5 separate regions of the Mus musculus genome follow, and regions 2, 3, 4 and 5 are each linked to region 1. Evidence: chromatin contacts called from public ChIA-PET and HiChIP or PLAC-seq data. All regions are on one chromosome and are shown on one strand. Each heading gives the region's core, a stretch centred on a gene start, on an enhancer-like site or on the middle of the called end of the contact. The rest is flanking DNA. Distances are from core to core; before and after follow the strand shown. Region 1 holds the start of Polr1a (polymerase (RNA) I polypeptide A). Region 2 has its middle 24 kb from the start of Gm38832. Region 3 holds the start of Rnf181 (ring finger protein 181). Region 4 overlaps Atoh8 (atonal bHLH transcription factor 8). Region 5 holds the start of Rnf103 (ring finger protein 103).

Evidence for each region. ChIA-PET counts read pairs in DNA pulled down with a chosen protein or histone mark. HiChIP or PLAC-seq counts read pairs in DNA pulled down with a chosen protein or histone mark.
Region 2: a contact with region 1 is called in a FOXA1 HiChIP or PLAC-seq map of pancreatic cancer cells. The contact joins the enhancer-like site here to the promoter of Polr1a in region 1. A contact is called at or near these places in 7 of 39 promoter capture datasets (HPC-7-derived erythroid cells, the SN4741 cell line, embryonic stem cells and 4 more), 1 of 15 datasets of contacts at CTCF or cohesin (the NIH/3T3 cell line), 1 of 484 Hi-C or Micro-C datasets (bone marrow-derived macrophages), 23 of 115 datasets of contacts at active chromatin or transcription factors (the 230-238 cell line, the HPC-7 cell line, the NIH/3T3 cell line and 19 more) and 3 of 9 other capture datasets (adipose tissue, liver and pancreatic islet).
Region 3: an HNF4G HiChIP or PLAC-seq map of pancreatic cancer cells shows a contact between it and region 1. The contact joins the promoter of Rnf181 here to the promoter of Polr1a in region 1. A contact is called at or near these places in 7 of 39 promoter capture datasets (the 3T3-L1 cell line, the C10 cell line, cranial neural crest and 4 more), 1 of 484 Hi-C or Micro-C datasets (liver), 9 of 115 datasets of contacts at active chromatin or transcription factors (T-cell acute lymphoblastic leukemia, bone marrow-derived macrophages, effector CD8 T cells and 5 more) and 3 of 9 other capture datasets (liver, macrophages and pancreatic islet).
Region 4: a contact with region 1 is called in a FOXA1 HiChIP or PLAC-seq map of pancreatic cancer cells. The contact joins the enhancer-like site here to the promoter of Polr1a in region 1. A contact is called at or near these places in 1 of 15 datasets of contacts at CTCF or cohesin (the NIH/3T3 cell line), 1 of 484 Hi-C or Micro-C datasets (bone marrow-derived macrophages), 5 of 115 datasets of contacts at active chromatin or transcription factors (bone marrow-derived macrophages, embryonic limb bud, large pre-B cells and 2 more) and 2 of 9 other capture datasets (adipose tissue and macrophages).
Region 5: a contact with region 1 is called in an RNA polymerase II ChIA-PET map of memory CD8 T cells, with 24 read pairs. The contact joins the promoter of Rnf103 here to the promoter of Polr1a in region 1. A contact is called at or near these places in 6 of 39 promoter capture datasets (the C10 cell line, hematopoietic stem and progenitor cells, hippocampal neurons and 2 more), 1 of 484 Hi-C or Micro-C datasets (stem cell-derived motor neurons), 2 of 115 datasets of contacts at active chromatin or transcription factors (astrocytes and memory CD8 T cells) and 1 of 9 other capture datasets (adipose tissue).

The regions. Positions count from the first base shown.
Region 1 is chr6:71,907,617-71,910,316 of GRCm38.p6, reverse strand. It overlaps Polr1a (polymerase (RNA) I polypeptide A), which reads right to left and starts at 1,264. Exons shown (of 34, transcript NM_009088.3): 1 at 1,078-1,264. The coding sequence starts at 1,154. Ptcd3 (pentatricopeptide repeat domain 3) reads left to right here and starts at 1,555. Exons shown (of 24, transcript NM_027275.3): 1 at 1,555-1,683; 2 at 2,471-2,523; 3 at 2,628-2,664. The coding sequence starts at 1,577.
Region 2 is chr6:72,184,823-72,187,522 of GRCm38.p6, reverse strand. No RefSeq gene overlaps it. Among named protein-coding and RNA genes, the nearest start is that of Gm38832, 24 kb to the right of the region's middle. Within about 2 kb of position 1,437, at least 22 of the 459 cell types and tissues checked have an H3K27ac peak or open chromatin away from gene starts, as enhancers often do. A contact at or near this core is called in pancreatic cancer cells, where this site is marked.
Region 3 is chr6:72,361,126-72,363,825 of GRCm38.p6, reverse strand. It overlaps Rnf181 (ring finger protein 181), which reads left to right and starts at 1,394. Exons shown (of 5, transcript NM_025607.4): 1 at 1,394-1,585; 2 at 2,287-2,414; 3 at 2,600-2,700. The coding sequence starts at 1,461.
Region 4 is chr6:72,215,625-72,218,324 of GRCm38.p6, reverse strand. All of the region lies in intron 2 of Atoh8 (atonal bHLH transcription factor 8), which reads left to right. Among named protein-coding and RNA genes, the nearest start is that of Gm52906, 15 kb to the left of the region's middle. RefSeq lists an enhancer at 1-2,700. Within about 2 kb of position 1,389, at least 146 of the 459 cell types and tissues checked have an H3K27ac peak or open chromatin away from gene starts, as enhancers often do. A contact at or near this core is called in embryonic limb bud and pancreatic cancer cells, where this site is marked.
Region 5 is chr6:71,492,561-71,495,260 of GRCm38.p6, reverse strand. Rnf103 (ring finger protein 103) reads right to left here and starts at 1,384. Exons shown (of 4, transcript NM_009543.3): 1 at 373-1,384. The coding sequence starts at 598.

The DNA of each region.
Region 1 (2,700 bases), core at 15-2,514:
ACTTAACCCTAAAAAGGAAGGAAGTTCTGATCTATTTATCTATCTATCTATCTATCTATCTATCTATATCATGTTCTATTTACTTAACCCTAAAAAGGAAGGAAGTTCTGATCTATTTATCTATAATTTTGAGGACAGTATGCTAAATGCATTGGCCAGTTACAAGAAGTCGGGGCTGACTGACTCCTTTTACTTGAATAGGGGCCTGAACAGTCAGAATAACTGAAATAGAAAGTAGACAGGTGGTTACCATGCGGCAGGGGCAGGGAAATGAAGACTGACTGATTACATATGGAGATTGCAATGGCAAGATGTGTCCTAGAGGGGGTAGTGCTGATGTTACCAGTGTGGTCTACCTTTTTGTTTGTTTGTTTTTTTATTTTTCGAGACGGGTTTTCTGTGTCCACGAAGCTCTGGAACTGACTCTGTAAGACCAGATTGGCCTCGAACCCACAGAGATCCTCCTGCCTCTGTCTCCTGAATGCTGGGAGGGTTTGTTTTGTTTTGTTTGTTTTTTCAAGACAGGGTTTCTCTGTGTAGTCCTGGCTGTCCTGGAACTCACTCTGTAGACCAGGCTGGCCTCGAACTCAGAAATTCGCCTGCCTCTGCCTCCCAAGTGCTGGGATTAAAGGCGTGCGCCACCACTGCCCGGCAATGCTGGGAGTTTTTAATGCATGTTGAGTTATTAATGGGAGTCTAAGAAGCGTGTATGCTATCGTGATCAAAAAGCATTAGAGAAGAGTCCCCAGGACTTCATAGCCAGGGTCTTGATCCAAGATTTAAAAGTTCATCATCGCTTGGACCAGAGGAGACTAATTAGGAAGTTGATAAGCGTGTGATGTAATGTGATTATAAATGACATAAAACTAGTTGATTAATGAGGAAGATGAACAGATGAAAATGCAGCAAGCGCATTCCTTCCCATTACCAGCAAGCAAGCACTAGGCAGCCAGCCCCCCACCCCCCACCCCGACCCCGCCGCCCCCGGACTGGCTCGGCTCAAAGCCTTCTGGGAATCGTAGTTCCCAGCTCCAACTTCCACAACCCTGTTCTACACGCATCCCACTAACTCCTTACTTGAGCTCTTCGGCCGAATACATTCCGAAGGAAATGCCCTGAAGCCGCCTCCATGGTGTGTGCTTGGAGGCCAGCATCTTCCGAGTCAGTTTTGAGGTCCGTCACTACGAGAGAAGTTCCAGTCAGCCGCAGAGAACGCCACTTGAGTCTTGTAGCGCAGAGCCACCATGTGTTTTTCCACTGCGCTTGCGTGCGAGAACCGCGGCTTGGCAAATTGGCTTGGACGAGTTCATTTTTGCTTTCGGGGTGGGTAAGGAGTGGAAGAAAACTGTCTCAAAACCCTCCTTCAGTTTAAAAGCAAAATTACACAGGAGACTTTAGAACAGCATTTCAAGTAAGTTTATTCGAGGTGAACGATGTGTACTGAGCGTTCCGCTGCTAGTCTAGCCAAACAGGACCTTGTGACCACCCGTTTGGAGATGAGACGTTCCACGCCAGCCCCGCCCCTCGACCCTGGAGGCGGAGGTCGTTCCCGACGTGCTCCGCGAAGAGTCCAAAGATGGCGGCGGCGGCGGTTGCAGCTCGCCGCCTGTCCTTTCGCAGCGGGCTTGTCTTGCTGCAGACCACTCGGGGGACGGGTGTGTGTGAACCGAAGGTCTGTTGCAGGTAAGAAGACCCAGAGTCATTTTGGTCTTGCATTTCCCTGAGAGTCGTGAAAGTAGGTAAGATGCAAAGGCATTTGTATGGTCGAGGCCCGGCCCTCTCAAGGGTAACACGAGGTAGCGTCGTATTTAGTGATCTTTAGATCTGCGAGTTCGGGAATTCTTTCGGAAAATTTTTATTGGTTGGTTGCAATACTATGTATAGCCAAAATTACCCTTTAAACTAGGGCCCTGTTCTCGTGAAGTTTACATTTCCGTGAGTGCCGCTACAAGCCCCTACACAAATTTCTTTATCACCCCCCCCCCTTATTCATTTTAACCCTGCAAAAAAGAAAGGGCAAAGTAACAGATCTTTCACAAATAAAGGGCAGGCTAATATTACCAGTATGGACTGAACGTTATGAGAACCTTCAGCTAAGAATAAGCTAAGACTTTAGTAAAAGCAGAAAGCCTTAAAACGTCTGACCCCATTCTTTCCATCTGGTGGTGTTGCAAATACTTATGTAATTTCTTTGTACATCCTTCATGCAGTGGCCTGGTGGAAATAGGAGGTGGTTTTAAGTCAGTTGTAGAGTGGATAATTAGCTCATACGATGTCTTTGGACCAATACAAAAAAATAAATAAAACTGGGTTACAAGTTTACACTACATCTAAATGCCTCTATAAATGTGGCTCAGAATGTGTGCATGCGGGTGGAGCTGAGTCAGCAGAGCTAGCGGTAGGAGCTGAGCTGAGGCCATCAGGGAGCAGTGCTAACAGTGGGATTTTTGTTGTTTTGTTTTTAATGCAGATTTTATGCTGGAACTGAATCCCTCCCAAAGGTTGAAGGATCAGATATAACAGGTATTTTTAAAACTATGGAAATAGAAGTTTTTAAAAATGAAAAGACATTGTATTTCTTTGTGTTGTTAGAAAATTGTTTATTTTTATTTTTTTTTCTACATAAGGGATTGAAGAAATAGTCATTCCAAAAAAGAAAACATGGTGAGTATTTTGCTATTCACTTACCAGGTGATTGGG
Region 2 (2,700 bases), core at 188-2,687, 280 kb before region 1:
TCCTCCTCCTCCTCTTCCTCCTCCCCTCTTCCTCCTCCTCCTTCTCTTCCTCCTGCTCTTCTTCTTCTTCTTCCTCTTCCTCCTTCTCCTCTTCTTCCTCTTCCTCCCATCTCTCCAAGGCTCTCACCTCCCTGGGCCTCCCCTCCCATCCTGTTGACCTTGACCCCTCTGGTCCAGGATGAGGTTATATCCTCATCATTCTAGCTTCTCATCTGGATCCCTGCATCCCTGGCCCAGTCTCTTACACAAAGCAGTGTCTGTCATGTACAGAAATGGGTTTCCTCTGATGGAAAGTCTGGGTGGCTGGTCACAATACTCCCTCTGGATGCCAGTCCGGAGAACAGAAGAGGGACCCAAGCCAGCTTGCACAGTGACAGGGAGACACAGGGGGCATCACTCACCCTGTGCCCCAGGAATCGGTCCAGTCAGTGATGTGGATGGCTCTTCTGATAGCCCCTCCTTTCTTTCTCTCCCCTCTTAATTGTCCCCCACAGTGAGGACCTGCCAAGAGGCTGTGTTTAGTCACAGGCAAGGGCTGACACCTCCCAGGGCATCTCAGTGTCTTTTTGGTAAGTCACTCATGCTGGAATTAGAGGGGCTCCTGCCCAGGGCAGCACTACACTCATGATCTATACCCAGCCTGTGACCACACAGCGGCTCTCCCAGACTTCTAGACGGCAGGAGTTGCCTCTGCTTTCCCCGGTGATTCGAACCCCAGAAACTCACAGCCAAGAGGCCTGTTGGAATCCAGTTATTGGCTGTAACTTCTGGCATTGTGGTTCGTTGAGGTCTTGGGCAAATCGCTTCCACTCTTTGTACCTAAGTTTTCCCATATAATTGAATTCCTCAGGACTGAAAGGCATGCATGGGGTGTTTGAGTCCTAAATACCCCTGGGGAGCCACAGGATTTTTCTGTGGGAGCCACAGTTGGGGTACCACCTAAGGCCGTGTGGCTGAGCTTGAGGGAATGGCTGACCCAGAGTTCTTTCTAAGCACTGAAAAGGGAGGAATCAGTGTTGGGGAGGCTGGTGTGCCCTGATTTGGCACCTACAGAATTTGTAGCTTGGTGGCCCCCACTTCTGCCCTAACCATTCTGTAGCTTTGACATTCTGGAGAACAACCCATATCCAGAAAAAGGCTGTTCTGAGCCTAGAGTGCCCTCTAGGACACCCCTGATGCCTAACAGATTTGGTGATGCCTTGTGAACACATAGTGGCTTCAGACCCACAAGACTTCCCAGGCTCCCAGAAGGTCCCAGTGCTGTGAACCTGTTATGGTGGAGTCCGGAGGTGCTTAGAACCTGGTGTTCACACATTGGTGACCCAAGAATCTGATTGTTCTACTGGAAGCAGGGGAGAGCTGCCAGACAGCACACCTTATTCCATTAACAATCCTTGAAATTGGTGGCCTCAGAGAGGGAACGTCTTCATGGTGCGGCACCGCCCTCTGCTGGCCAGAATGGGAAGTACTGTCACACAGTACAGGTGGAGGTGATCTTATGGTGGGCTTTCCCACCTGCTCAGCCTTCACCAGTGGGGACCCTCCAGCTCGCCTGAACCCTGGAGGGATACCGACAGGAATGCTCCTCATAACTCCACATAGAGTCATCTTGTGAGTGGCTGGAGGTGTGACTCAGTTAATAGATTGCCTGCCTATGGAGAGCCCCTGGATTCCATCCCAGCAGTGCATGAGTGGGGTGTGAACATGTGCACCAGTAACCCCAGTATACTCAGAAAGCAGAGGCTGGAGGATTAGAGTACTCAGGTCATCCTTGGCTTGCTTCTTAGGGTGGGATACATGAGACTCGTGTGTGTGTGTGTGTGTGTGTGTGTGTGTGAATCAGCTTGTGAGAATATAGCAGGACTCACAACTTCTAGAAATAGTGATTTCATTAAAATCACTAGGTACCGTGGTGCACACCTTTAATCCCAGCACTTTGGAGGCAGAGGCAGGTATATCTCTGTGAGTCTGAAATTATCAGTCTGGTATATATAGCCAAGTTCCAGGCTAGCCAGAGATTCTTAGCCAGACCCTGGCTCAAAAAAGAAAGAAAGAAAGAAAGAAAGAAAGAAAGAAAGAAAGAAAGAAAGAAAGAAAGAAAGAAAGAAAGAAAGAAAGAAAGAAATTAAAATAGAATCCAAATGGACTCCACTGTACTGGGCTGGCAGAAAGGCCTTTCTTACTAGCTTTGGAAGATGGGAATGTATGGTCTCTTTGCCCAGGCTGTGGTACAGGGAATGAGGAGAGGAGAGGAGGCCTGTTTCAGTCTTCACAGGGCCCACTGTAAGCTCAGGAGGCTGTTTCCTGTGGTGACTGACAGCCCGGGCCTTGGCCCGTGCCCACTCCTGCTCTTGCTGCTCCACCCCACCCCCACCTGTTGCCTGTGGCTACTGAATGTGTCCCTCAAAACTGCTCTGGAGCCTCCTCCTTTCCCAATCCCCTCAAGGTTCTGGGAAATAAAATCAAGAAAGTCAGGGTGCCCAGGGGAAGGACTATGTGAGGGCCACAGCCATGTGGCCATCTCCAAGAAAGTTGCCACCCTTGGCTGGGTTATAGCGTATGTTGTGGGTCAGTGTTGGTTCCTGGACCGAGCGATCTCTGCCCTGAAGCTGAAGCCAGTACACACTGCTCTGACAAGGATCCACTGCTTGCCTCCTTTTGAAGACACATGAGTCTGGATAAGGAGAGCGACATTCTGTT
Region 3 (2,700 bases), core at 145-2,644, 450 kb before region 1:
TCATTAATCAAGAAAATGACTAGTCTACAGGCCAATGGAATGGAGGCATTTTCTCAGGGTTTGAGGGTCCTTCTTCCCAGATGATCTTAGCTTATGTCAAGTTGACAAAAAGATAACAAACATACAGGGCTTAAGACAATACTGTTTGTTTGTTTGTTTGTTTGTTAGAGGCAGTGTTTCCCTAAAAGCCCAGTGGCCTCTTAAATTCTGAGACGATGGGTGTATGCCACCTTGAGAGCTCTAAGCACTTGTTACCTTCCTTGGGTTTATTATCATCTTCCTCTTCTGAGAAAGATGGGGGGATAGCACTTTGCCCTGCTAGGTGGGTCAGCAGCACTCACTTTGGGCAAGCTACTTCTGAGACCCAGGTCAGTGGTAGAGCAGATGCTCAGCATGAACTCTAAGGCCCCTCTGAGGTGCCGCACTACAGTACTAGACAATTACAATCAGGTATTTATGGAATGCTCTTTTCCTGAATATGCCTCTCCTTTGAATTTTTTTAAAGACAGGATTTTACTATGTAGCCCACGCTGGTCTTAAGTTTGCAATCCTCTGGCGGTCACTCCCCCCCTTTTCAAAAATTTCAAAAAAATTTATTTTATAACTATGTGTGCTTTGTCAGGTGAATGTAGGTACCGGGGAGGAGGAGCAAAGAGGCATTACCTGGAGCTGGAATTACAGTAAACTGCCCAAGTTGAACTCCTAATCATGCATGGTTTTGTCTATTTTCCTTCTTTTATTGTTTATATTTATTTGTTTTAATTTTTATTTTTATTGATTGAGACAAGGTCTCAACTTTTTAGCCTTGGCTGGCCTCCCACTCACAGAAAAACACCTGGCTCTGCCTCCTGAGTGCCAGACTTAAAGACATGCACCATCGATTGCTTTATTTATTTATAATACGAGTGGGTGTCTTGCTGCATGTCTGTCTGTCTGTCACTTATTTGCCTGGTGCCCGCAGAGCATCAGACCCTCTGGAAATAGTGTTGTGCGCCATCCAGTGGGTGCTGGGACTAAAACTTGGGTGCGCTGAGCCATCTCTCCAGGCCCTTCACCCATTTTTATGCATAAAACATAATCAATGCGTGGGAATTTTCCTTTCAGGGAGTAGGTGGAACATGCAGGTAAACTCAGCCAAGGAGACACAGTAGAGATACTTCCGGCTTGGACTGGCACTTCTAGAAACCGGCGAGAGCCCTCAGATCCTGGCTCCGAAAAGTCCCCGGAATTTCCTCTTTCTCCAACCCCATTGGCTTTAGTCTTTGGTCACCTGACTTATCCAACCAACGAGAGGCGGCTGCATCGGTACTTCCGCCTCTGTGTGCGAGTCACTATGCCCACCCCAGGAGCACTCTGATTGGCTCTCCTCTTGAAATTCGATCGCTTATTGGCCAGCGCTGGATTCGGCTCTCCAGCGGCAACCTAAAGCTGTGTCAGACAAGCCCGGCAGCCCAGGAGCCATGGCGTCTTATTTTGATGAGCACGACTGCGAGCCGTTGAACCCTGAGCGTGAGGCCCGCAACAATATGTTGCTGGAACTCGCGAGAAGAGTGCGCGGGGCTTGGAGCTGGGCCCCGGGCGGCAGGTTTCTGGGTTGGGGTTTGGCGGAGAGGGCGGGTTAACCTGGGAGGTGGGGTAAATAATGTTAGTCAGGGCGACGCGATTAGTCGAGTCGGAGTCGTTAATTTGGGCTATTAATGAGTAGGGCCCGCCAGGGGATCGTGGGAAAGACGAAGATAGAAAGGGTGGGTGTAGCAAAGGGAGGCACGGGACAAGATTGTCATGGGGGCGGACACGGCCTGTGCCCAAGTGTGTAAACTGGGTAGTGTTTTGCTAGTAATAAGCAAGGAGAGAAACTCACTGCTGTCCTGGAATCAACTTTGGCTTATTCCTGAACGACTTCTTTGAGACTGCTATTTCTAGTAAAATGGGAAAGTTGCCTGGAGTGATAGTGCACACCTTTAATCCAACTACTTGGGAGGTAGAAAGAAAAAGGGAAAAGCGAGCCGGGGTTGATTGAGAGCTGTGCTGGTGGGTTTGTTTCGTGTGTGTGTGTTTTGCTTAGAGACAATCTCACTATGTATCCCTGACTGGCCTCGAACTCACAGCCTCCCAAGTGTTGTGACTAAATGCATGGGCCACCACCTCTGGCTCCCACCCTACTGAGGAGCTCTTGTGCACTATTCGTTATTATTACTATTTTAGCCAGGACAGGTATTTCCCAGTGGATTATGGGGGCCGGAACTAGATGATTTCCTTAGTTCTGATTTATACTTTCTCCCTCAGATCACTCTTTAATAGGATGGACTTTGAGGACCTGGGATTGGTAGATTGGGAACACCACCTTCCCCCACCAGCTGCCAAGGCTGTGGTGGAGAGCCTCCCTAGAACAGTCATCAGTAGCGCCAAGGCTGGTGAGGACACAAGGCCTTTTTTGTTTTTTTTTTCTGTTTAGGGCAGATAAGCCAGACCTGCCTGCCTGCCGACTCCCCCTAGCCACCAACAATCTGGCCTGTTAGTGTTCTAGGCCAAGCCTGTGTCTGAGTGGGAGGTTGGGTTGGGCCTTAACTGCTCTCCTGATCGACACTTCCTCTTCAAGATCTCAAGTGCCCCGTGTGCCTTTTGGAATTTGAGGCGGAGGAGACTGTGATTGAGATGCCCTGCCATCATCTCTTCCATTCCAACTGCATTCTGCCCTGG
Region 4 (2,700 bases), core at 140-2,639, 310 kb before region 1:
CCCTGTAGTGCTGGGTGTGAATAGAGAGAGAGAGACTCAGAGCCTTGAGCGAGAAAAAAAAAGCAACTGCCCTGCATGCTCAGACATGAGACCCATCTCTGTTGCAAGAACTCACTGTGCTTAGGATGTGGATGGTTCAGAAGGGTGGCTGTGTAGAGTTGGGGTGAAACACCCCCCCCCCCCCGAGAGCTCTACACCTCTCATGGGTGTTGCCTTCTCTGGCATGCTTAATTGTGAAGTAAACAAAACAGGATGTTGGGACGGGACAAGGTGTTAAATCCTGGCATTCGTACTTCTTCTTGGTGACCCTGGATTTGTTACTTAACCTCTTTGGTCCCCAGGACTCTCCCCCCATAAAGCAGGAACATCATACCTTCCTTTCTGCCTTGCTGAGGAGATTAAACAAAACCCTGTGTCAGAAGGGGTTGCCCTTTTCTCAGAAAGGGAATCTCTGAATGTACAGCCACAAAATGACAAGTTCATATTTAGTCCTGGGAAGGAACATCTCAAGACAGGGAAGGTACCCAGGGTGGACAGATGGGGATCTTTCAGGTTAGGGATTCTCGAATCTCTAGCACTTGAATCTGAAGCGCTGATCCTGCCCTTTAAAGTGAGGCCAGCAAGCAGCCAGTCCATAAATCCCCGATTTCAAAAGACGTGGATCTATATCAAGAAATCTAGGCAACATTTGGCTCAAAAGAATGCCAATAAACAGACCGCCATCAACAGACACCATCCATATGGTGAGGTATACTGTGCACCAAGCACTGTATCTACCATCTCTACTCCTTGTCAGTAATACTCCTGGAGTCGGAAGCAGTGCCCCCTGGCCCCCATTGCACAGAAGGGAAACTGAGGCCAAGAGAAAGCCATGTGCCTTAGGGCTAGGAACTAGGTTTCCCTTTCTTTGGTTGAAAACCCACAACCTCTTTTCCCCTGAAGATTGCCCAGGAGTGCCCCCCCACCCCCACCCCCCAGCCAGCACGCTATGGCTATGTCCTGTGCTATACCCACTTGGAACCCTTATGTAAATAGGCATCTGCAGCACGTGGAGGTTCCATTTAGCTGCAGGGAGCCAATAGCCCGCTGGTGGTGGCAAGGAGTGGGGTGGGCCTGGATTCGGGGCGGGGGAGGGGGTGTCATCAGCTTCGAGTACCCCCAGGGCTGCGCCGCCAGTGAGGCCTGACACCGGGTTAAGTCGCCTGGCGGCCTCCGGCTGCAGCTGGGAGCGCCGCCTGGTTCCCATTCGGTGCTGTGGTTTTGATTAGCTGCTGGGAGAGGCCTGCCTGCCTGCAAGTCTATGGGAGCTCCGCAGGAACAGCGGGTCCCCCCCCCCAGGCCGCCCGCCCCCCCTCCTGGCAACCCCAGACTCCAGATGTTCCGAGCGCTCGCTGGGAAGGCCTGCTGGCGCCACGGAGGGCAGAGGGCAGGGAAAGCACGCGAGCTGGAAGCCCAAGAACTCAGTCACCGCAGGCCTTGGCAGCTCGCCCAGCCCTCCGCTGGCACATTCCCCAGCTCTCCCCTGGCCATCTGTTCCCAGAAAGCCCTTTCAGAACCTCATCATCACTCAGGATACAACAGCGCGAGCAGCTGGTTTGGAGGCAACAGCGAAAACCGTGCAAAAGGTTCTTTGTGAGAGAGGAAACTCGCTTATGAATAACAGGGCTGGATGCCGTAAAACTTGGCGGCTGCAGTTCGTGTTTCTCAGGCGCCGCTGTTTGCTCTTGACTTTTTATCTCTGGTTTTTATCCACCCCCCCCCCCCCGCCACCCCCTTGTTTGCTTTCAGTGTTGTTTCTTCCTCTTCTGACACCAGGTGTCATTTCTTACTTCTTTGGAGTACCTGAAGGCCACCTAATTAGTTCTTAGGATATTGACAACTTTTTTTTTAAAGCTCAAAGCTGTTAATCCGGGGAATAGTGGACTGTTTTCCTCTGGGCTGGAAGAGACAGGCAAGCAAGAGGGTCAGGGAGTCTAATGGGAGGACAGTAGCTAAGGAGATGGTTCAATGGGTAAAGGGCTTGCTATGAAAAGGTGAGGACCAGCGTTCCCACCCCAGTAGACTCATAAAAAACTGAGTGTGGCAGCATGTGACAATGAAATGACAAGGTTCAGGGAGAAACCCTGTCTCAAAAAGAAAGGAAATATTGTCCAGAGGTAAGTGAGGAAGATACTCTGATGTTTGTCCTTGTGTACGTGTGCGTGTGTCTGGATGTGTGTCTGGATCAGTGTGGCCAGGTCCTGACCTGTAATTGCTGAGGTCATCTTCAAAAGTGTGGCCTGGTAACTTGTCATGGTTGGAGTTCTAACCAAATAGTAGCATTGAGCTGCAAAGTCATCCCACTGTTACCCTGACTGACCCCAGCTTCCAGAAGAAGCAAGCACTGTGTCTGCAGGGGCTGGGGTGAGACCTGCAGAAGACAGAGGAGGGAAGAGACAGAGACACATCCATTGGCTCATCAGAGGGGCGGCACAGAGGAGCTTTTGGGAGAACAGTGGTAGCCGTAAACACCCCAGTGCCTGGGCCCCCACAGCTGACTGAGGCATGACGTGAGGCCTTTTTAAAGAACCGGCTGCCGCCACTGTCGCCAAAGGCTTCTGGGACATGTCTGCTCAGAATCTGGGCACCTTCTGGGAACAGTCACCAGGTGGCCTGTCCTGGGCTGTGGGATCCTGGGGCAGGACTAGCAGCTGGGATGAA
Region 5 (2,700 bases), core at 135-2,634, 420 kb after region 1:
CCTCCTGGTAGCTTGTTTTTATTGTGGATGCAGATGCTGCTATTTACAGACTATGTTTTGTAATTTTTCCTTTCTCTATAATCAATTTCAACTGACGTTCCTGAATTCTGGGACAAATGATTCAATTTAATGATTTTTTTTTAAAGCTACACTTTCAAACTGTCATTTCCAAAGAGCCTTTGGAACACACCAATACACCTAACAGTTGTCTTTTCCAAACCGAGATTTACATATTTATTTAGAAAACGTAGACAAAGATGACCTGGGCAGCTCTCTGGAGCAGTCTGTTTAACCATTCTGGGGACCGCCTAATTCTGGGGAGTGGGTAAGAGCCAGGACAGTGGAGGCGACCTCCAGGAGCCCAGCACTTGCCTGACTTCTCCACCAGCTCCCGAACATCTTTCTTCTCCGGCAGCCCGGAGTAGCCCAGCCCTCGACACTCCAGAATGGTCTTCAGCTTCTTGAAGCTCAATGCCACCGGATCCACCAGCTGAGTAGCAAAGATGCCAGTCTCGTACCACACAATGGCCTCAAAAAACCTGGCCAGGACGAACAGGACCAGGAAATACAGGAGCAAGAAAAACAGCTTCAGCCACATCTTCGCCCTCTTGGCGTCGCCAGGAGCCGGGACGCCGTGGACAAGGGAAGGGGATCGAGTGCGGGGCGACAGAGCGCAGCCTGGGCGAGGGCAGCGAGGGCGCGCGGCGGTCACCGGCGGGCCATCCCCGCGGGGAGGCAGGTGGATCGCGGCGTGCGTGCGACTGAGAGCCCCGGCTCTGGCCTTGCGGTCAGGAGCTGAGAAAGGGAGAAGGGGGGACGTTCAAACGCACCCCACCCATCGAGCTGCGGACGGCTGGAAGAGGGCAAGAGCCCACCTGGGGTGACCGGGAGGCAGCTCCGAGGGACTGCGGGCCAGCGGAGGGCGGTTGGGGCCGGACTGAGTGGTCCAGAGGGCGCGGTACTCGGCTGGGCCAGGCCCGGGGCCCGGCGCGCCCAGCGCGGGTTGGAGTGACCGCCGCAGCGCCGCGCCGAACGCCCAGGCTTCAGGCCCCGGCGGCCGCCCAGGCCTGGCGGCAGCTCCAGGTTCCCGCGGGCGGCGCCTATCAGGCCCCGCGGCCCGCGAGGGGGCGTCGCGGCGGCTCCCGCTGAGGAGGAGCGCGAGACGACAGTCGTGAAGGGAGGAAAAAAAGAGGAAAAAGCAAATAACGCTAGGCCCCAACGCGGCTCTCCCGGGCGGCTTCCTGTCAGCTGCGTAGCCGCGCGGTGCCCAGCCCCGTGCGGACGCGCCGCGCCAACCGCGGCCACCGTCCCTGCCGCCTCTGCAGGCCGCGGCCGTCGCCCCCAGAGCACTGGACCCGCTGTAGCCGCGGCCCCAGTCAAGACATAACAACTGACGTCGGCATCGGGGCGGGGTCTCGGCAGGGGCGGGGTTAGAAGCCGCGGGGTGCAAGGGGAGAGAGGGGCTGCGGGAGGCTGGGCTGGGTAAACCTTCCGAGTTACTGTGCTCTCGCGGTCCCAGCCCTCTGATGCGCTGATGTTTAGTCACTGATTTCAGTCCCAGGATTGGACATTGGACCCTGCGACACTGTGCACCTTTGTGCTGAGCGTGAAAAATAAAGGCTGCTAAAAGATGTTCGTTTTTGTTTGTGGTTTTTGTTTTGTTTTGAGACACTGCCTTATTAAATAGTCCTGGCCCGCCTGGAACCGCTCTGAACACCAAGCGGGCCTCAGAATTCAGAGATTGCCTGCCAGGCATGGAAGTGCTGGGATTAAAACCGTGCACCGCCGGGCGTGGTGGCGCACGCCTTTAATCCCAGCACTCGGGAGGCAGAGGCAGGCGGATTTCTGAGTTCGAGGCCAGCTTGGTCTACAGAGTGAGTTCCAGGACAGCCAGGGCTACACAGAGAAACCCTGTCTCGAAAACCCAAAAAAAAAAAAAAAAAAAAAAAAAAAACCGTGCACCACCACACCCACCCAAATCATCAAGATCTGTAAAAATCAGAATCTGTGTTTTAAGTCCAGTCCCTGTCAACCGCGGATGCTTTTGGGTTTTTCTTTTGTTTAGTTTTTTGTTCGGGGTGGGGTGGGGGGGAGGGGTGGCACAGCTGGCTTGAGGTGCTTGAGGTGAAACTCTGAAAACAGATGTTTTTCTACCTTTGCTTTAGAATGCGATTTTCACATGTGTGTTGGAGGAGGTATGGCCAAAAAGAATTTTAGTATGTGATCCAGTTGTGGCTAGTCTCCTAGAGGGTTAAAAAGTAGACAATGAAGGTCTGAGTTGTCAGGACAAAAGTTGTTAGGTGTGGTTAGGTCCAGGTGCAAAGGTCTGTGTGTTTTAGCCAGCCAGAAGAACTCATATAAAATGAGTTTGACAGGCAAGCGTATGGTACCTGGTTCCGTGTTTATTTAACTCTAGCAGGGTCATGTTCTCTCTCTCTCTCTCTCTCTCTCTCTCTCTCTCTCTCTCTCTCTGTCTTTCTCCCTCTCTCTGTCTTTCTCCCCCACTCTGTCTCTCTCTCTCTGTTTCTGTGTGTGTGTGTGTGTGTGTGTGTGTGTGTGTACGCGCGTGTGTGTGCATGTGTGCGTGTGTGTGAGTCTTCTTGATCAGGAAAACAAGTAGGAATTCCAGGTGAAATGTTAGCCAGCAAGGAAAAGCATGAACAACCCTAAACCAGGGGTGAAATTTTTAGGGAGAGAGTG